Linked DNA regions of Mus musculus: region 1 is linked to region 2. A link is a contact called in public ChIA-PET data. All regions are on one chromosome and are shown on one strand. The core of a region is the stretch at or near the end of the contact, and the rest is flanking DNA. Distances in the headings are between cores, read along the strand shown.

What was found. ChIA-PET counts read pairs in DNA pulled down with a chosen protein or histone mark.
Region 1: an RNA polymerase II ChIA-PET map of memory CD8 T cells shows a contact between it and region 2, with 15 read pairs. The contact joins two enhancer-like sites. A contact is called at or near these places in 2 of 484 Hi-C or Micro-C datasets (bone marrow-derived macrophages and nephron progenitors) and 3 of 115 datasets of contacts at active chromatin or transcription factors (embryonic stem cells, large pre-B cells and memory CD8 T cells).

What each region holds. Positions count from the first base shown.
Region 1 is chr11:4,783,532-4,786,231 of GRCm38.p6, reverse strand. It overlaps Nf2 (neurofibromin 2), which reads left to right. Exons shown (of 17, transcript NM_001252250.1): 14 at 1,669-1,796. Among named protein-coding and RNA genes, the nearest start is that of Cabp7, 38 kb to the right of the region's middle. Within about 2 kb of position 1,386, at least 43 of the 459 cell types and tissues checked have an H3K27ac peak or open chromatin away from gene starts, as enhancers often do. A contact at or near this core is called in memory CD8 T cells, where this site is marked.
Region 2 is chr11:4,535,520-4,538,219 of GRCm38.p6, reverse strand. The region is part of intron 1 of Mtmr3 (myotubularin related protein 3); the gene reads left to right. Among named protein-coding and RNA genes, the nearest start is that of Mtmr3, 58 kb to the left of the region's middle. Within about 2 kb of position 1,354, at least 42 of the 459 cell types and tissues checked have an H3K27ac peak or open chromatin away from gene starts, as enhancers often do. A contact at or near this core is called in memory CD8 T cells, where this site is marked.

The DNA of each region.
Region 1 (2,700 bases), core at 137-2,636, 250 kb before region 2:
GCACACAGACGTGACAGTTTTCCTAGACCTGTAAGGTCAGATACTCAGTTGTGCCACCTGCCAAAGAGGGTGTGTCAGTTTCTGCTCTCACTAAAAGGGTAACGGCTAGTGTTCTTCCTTTCTGAGAATTTTTCTGCGCTTTTTGGTTTTTTTTTTTGTTTTTTTTTTTTGGTTTTTGAAACAAGGTTTCTCTGTGTAGCCCTGGCTGTCCTGGAACTCACTCTGTAGACCAGGCTAGCCTCGAACTCAGAAATCCGCCTGCCTCTGCCTCCCAAGTGCTGGGATTAAAGGTGTGTGCCACCACTGCCCAGCTCTGAGAATATTTCTGAAGTATAAGGTAAATAGACCTGCCTAGATTATAACTGTCCAGCTTGATGAAGTGTCAACAGAGCAGACTCTCTCATTTACCCAGAATTCAGCCCTGAAAACAGTGTATGTAGGACCTAGATATCCTGCTCAGGGGCACACTTGACAGACTCCATACATCCTACCTTAGACCTCACTGCCATAAATAAAGGCTGAGAGGTTCTGTTCCTTTCCAAACATTGTCCCAGACTCAGTAAAAGATCCTAGGAGGAAAAAAGACATACCCATGAGGAATCTCTGCAGTGTGGAGCTGAGGAAAGGGCGGGGCAGCAGTATGCACATCATGACAGAGAACTGCAAAGGGAATGAGCAGCTGTTTTGTCAGGGTAGAAGGTGAGAGGGCTCGAAGGGCTTTGCTGAGAGACTGGAAGAATTGAGAACTTTGAAAGGGGAATGGAGACCTTGCTGGGCTGCTATGACCCATACCTGCAGTGCTAGCACTCAGAAAGCTACCACAGAAGGCTCACCAGTTTGAGACCAGCTCTGGCCATGTGGCACATCCCTAATGTCACAGAAAATGACAGGGAAGGAGGAAGAGAGAGAAGGAGTGGCAGGGAGGGAAAGAAAGGACACATGCTAAGTGTGGGATAATACGTAGTACTGTTTATGATTTAGCAGGACAAATAATGAGGGACACTAGAGAGGTAGGTAGGGACTGTAGGTTAGGTGACCTTCTGTTCTGGAGTGAAAAGATCCTGAAAACAAGTCAGCTGGTTTCCCCTTTCAAGCACTCTTCTGGCTCTGTCTTTGGAATCTAAGCCCCTTCCATACGAGCAAAGCCTTTGTGACCCGAAGCCAGTCTCTTACCAGTCACCCCACAGGGTACTTGAGATGCCCAGTGCTTTGGATGGATCCTGTCTGCCCTGCCTACCAGCATGCCTCTTGCCTGGCACCTTTCTCCTTTGGCTCATTCACTGATCCCCAAGGAAGCTGTACCCTGGCAGATCCCTCTAACCTCATACGCCCTGTCCCTCCTCTGGCTCATGTTCATCTTACTTAACTATGAGGATTTGCAAATACATCTGCTTCCTGAACAAGACTTTGATCTGCTTAGAGCCAGGAAGCCTGTCTTCCTTCCTGTGTCTCAACTCCTAGCCCAGTGCCTAAATGAGCTTCCTAAATGAGAAGCTGAGTGAAAGTTTGCGTTTGATTCAAGGAACCGTAGAAATGATGAGGTTTGAGGAGAGAAGGGTGACTTGTCTGATTGTGGTTGCTTTGGGACCACTTACCTGGCAGTATTGACTGTAGAGGTCTCTGTCCTGTGTAATTTAAGCATCTTAACAGGAGCTTTCTCACTGACAGCCCATGAACCCAATTCCACCACCACTGCCTCCTGACATACCGAGCTTCGACATTATTGCTGACAGCTTGTCATTTGACTTCAAGGATACGGACATGAAGCGACTTTCCATGGAGATAGAGAAAGAAAAGTATGTACCCTCTGTGGCCTGCTGGGTCAGTCGTGAGCATGAGTGAGTGGATCTGGCCTAGAGTCACAGGTCACAACAGCAGCCAGTCATTACCCCTGCAAAGGTTTGCTTTGTTGTCACCCACTGGAGAACAAAGTTTCTAATTATTAAAAATTAAAGACAACAGATCAAGACAACAGTCAGGGTCCCAGGATAAAACTAACACTTGATTAAGATGGTATCCTGAAATTTATGTTTTATACCTTGTCTGAAAAATAGGACTGGCTTGTATTGAGTCCCAAGTTAAGACTGTTGTTCGCATAGTAAAATACAGTTTTCTTTAGCAGTGGTTCTAGAATGAAGGTAAAAGAAAAAAAAATTCCTAGGCTGAGCAAAGCCGGAGGAGGCCAGGGGAGACGAGTAACCCTATGCTGGTGACCCCGAGCCCAGCCAGATCACAGGCACTTCCGTCACATGCTCTCCCTTCCCTTTGTGGGCAGCAGAAGTGGAGCAGAGATGGACAGGAGGAGTCCCGTTGTGGACGAAATCTTAAGTAAGATCATTCTCATTTCTTGAGCCAGGAGTGAAGAATAGTGCTACAGCTGGCAGAGATCACAGTGATGCCATGGATTGACACCTGTGTCTCCATGTAGCTTTTTGGTGTTTGTCTCATTCACACGAATTAACAAACATCCCACTGGAATCAAAAGCAGGTTTTAGGGACTGGGAATATAGCTTAGTTCATAGAGTGCTTGTCTAACATCCACCTCTAACATAGTGTAAGTCAGGCATGGTTGTATACACCGGTAATCTTAGTACTCAAGAAATACAGGTAGGAGGATCAGAATTTCAAGATTATCTTCAGCTACGTAGCAGATTCACATCTGGCCGGGACTGCTATGAGGCCCAGACTCCAAAAAACATT
Region 2 (2,700 bases), core at 105-2,604:
GACTTATCCTTATAGTCATAACTTTAGTATAGGCCTGGCATTCCTAATCCCCAAACTCACAATCTTAAGTGTTCCAAAGTCTGGGAAACAACAATGACAACAACAACAAACCACCCTAAAATCTGAACCCTGACATTTTGGTGAATTTTTTGGTAAGGGATGCGCCCACTTGAGCACAGAATAATCAGAACTCAGAGCTCCTACACTCAGAGCTCTGTTACTGCTTTATATCAGCACTTGTTTTTTCTTGAAGCCATTATTTGTACTTTTAGCCTGGTTGAATGAAAGCCTTTTATATAATATTTTCAATTTCCTTTTAATAATGTTTTGTAGCTGCTGAGGTCATTTGTTCCTATAGTCTGAGCACTGGGAAAGTTGAGGTAAAAAAGCTCTCTGCCAGTTCTGGGTTATAGTTTTGAGTTCCAGGCCAGCCTGGAACATATGAGACTATGTTAGAAAATCAAAACTAGGGGCTGAAGTGTTTGAGAGCACTTGTTGCTCTTGCAGAGGGCATGGGTTTGAAATCCAGCACCCTCATAGTGGCTCACAATTGTTTATAACTCTAGTTCCAGAGCATCTAGCACCCTCTTCTGATCTTAACAGCCATCAGGCACGCATGTGGTACATATACATGCATGCAAGAAAAATGCCCACACATGCAAAATAATTAAGAAAAACAAAAACAAAAAGCAAAACCAGAAAGGTCAACCAAAAACCTTATGTAGAAAAGTTTATTTTCCTAGCCTGATGTGGTAATGTATACCTGTAATCCCATTACTCAGAAGGTTGAAGGTCACAAATTTAAGGCTAGCGTGGGTTAACACAGCAAAACCCTGTTTTAGAACCAACTAGACTAAACCAAACCCAAACCAAATCCATCTAATTAGAAATGTTATATAAATGTTCTAAAAGTATGAAAATGGGAAGACTCTTTCTACTTCTTTTCCTTCTGAGATAGGCTCTCAGGTGTCACAGACTGGTCTCTGACTTACTGCGAGGCTGAGGTTAACCTTGACTTTCCAGTCTTTCTGTTCTACCTCCCAAGTGCTGGCTTGTAAGATGCGTCACTTTACCCAGTTCTGGGGGTCCTGGGATTGAACCTCAGGCCCTTGTGCATACTAAGTTGGCACTCTACCGTCTGCGCTGCATCTTCATTCATGGTCCGTATCCCACCCTTTCTAGAGGGATGGTCACTGTTGAGTAGCACTGGATCATTCTTCTGTGTACATACAAGTGTGCTTGATAGTAAATGTAGACATTGCTTATGTGTAATTTATCTTTTAAATATAACAGAGCATTCACAATTCTTACCAAGTTGAGGCCTGGCGTGATGATGTGCTCATAATCTCAGTGTTGAGGAGAAACAGGAAGGAGGATCATAAGTTTGAGGTCAGCCTTGGTTTCATTTCCTGCCTCAAAAGACAACATAAACAACAAAAGCAGCCTTCCAAAAGCAATCTAGTAAAGTAAATCCAATGACTGTGTTGGTGATTGTAGAAGAGTATGTATGTATACTCTTTAGCAGTGGTGACCCTTGTAGTCCTTTCTCCAAGGTTGTAGTTTTTCATTTAATAACTTGTTTTAAGACCCAGTACTACCAGAATAGTGATTTACATAGAGATACCAGGATAGCTTTTGTTGTTTATTTTAAAGACTTTTGGGGTAGTAATAGAAAAATGGTAACAGTTTAAATATCTGACCAGGTAATCAGTAGATTATGGTAGATGGAAATGTAATGAGTATTGAACTGTTGTCCAAATATATGCACCAATATAGGAAAGGTTTGATTTATTTTTAGAATCAAATAAATTGGAGAATAGTAAATACCCAATATTCACTCCCCTTTCACTTGTGGGGTTATGTGTGTTTTTATATGTGCATAGAGAAGTTTTTGAAACAAAAGAATAAAATAGTGGTGGCTGTCCTTCAGTGGGTAAAATGAAGTCCTTCCATTTCCACCAGCACCTAACAACTACTAATCTATTTTGTACTCCCTACTAGCAGTCTTAGCAGCTTTCATTGTTCTGAAACCCTGTCATGTGTCTGTTGTGCCTGGCTCTTTTCACTTTTCGGTGTAATGTGTTCAAGGTTCCTCATTCCTTGAAAGACCACAGCTGAGGAGCGCACTGTGCATGCAGCATGTGCATCTTGTTCAGCCATTCATCCGTGGTGGTTGTCTGCACTGTTTCTCACTCATTGGCTACTTTGAATAACTGCTATAAACACATAAATATAAATTTGAATGTATGCTTTGTTTTCTTGGTTAGGTATATGAGAATATGTTTTCTAGTTTGAGGATGAACCTGGCAGTTTTCAAAGAGGCAGTGAACTATTGTACATTCTTGCTAGCGTTGTGAGGGGATAATCGTTTACTTTTTACATCTGTAATTTAACAGTTTCTTAAGAAGAACATGTAGTACTATTACAGCTAAAATAGAAAGGTCCTTTAAACTTCTTACTAAACTAAGTGTAATGACTCAGTGTCTTCTTCCCTTTGTGCTGAGAGTGTAGCTGTTGATGGTTCTCATTGAGGTGCTGCATTCCCCACTGTCTCCTGAGATTGCTCCTGTTTGGTCTCCACAGCTCTAAAGGGAACTGTGTAAGCACTTCTTTAGTTCCTCCTGTTACAAACTATCCATGATCTTGGTTTATGAATTTGGAATTCCTATAGAGACTTTGTTTTCTTGGTTGATTAAAACA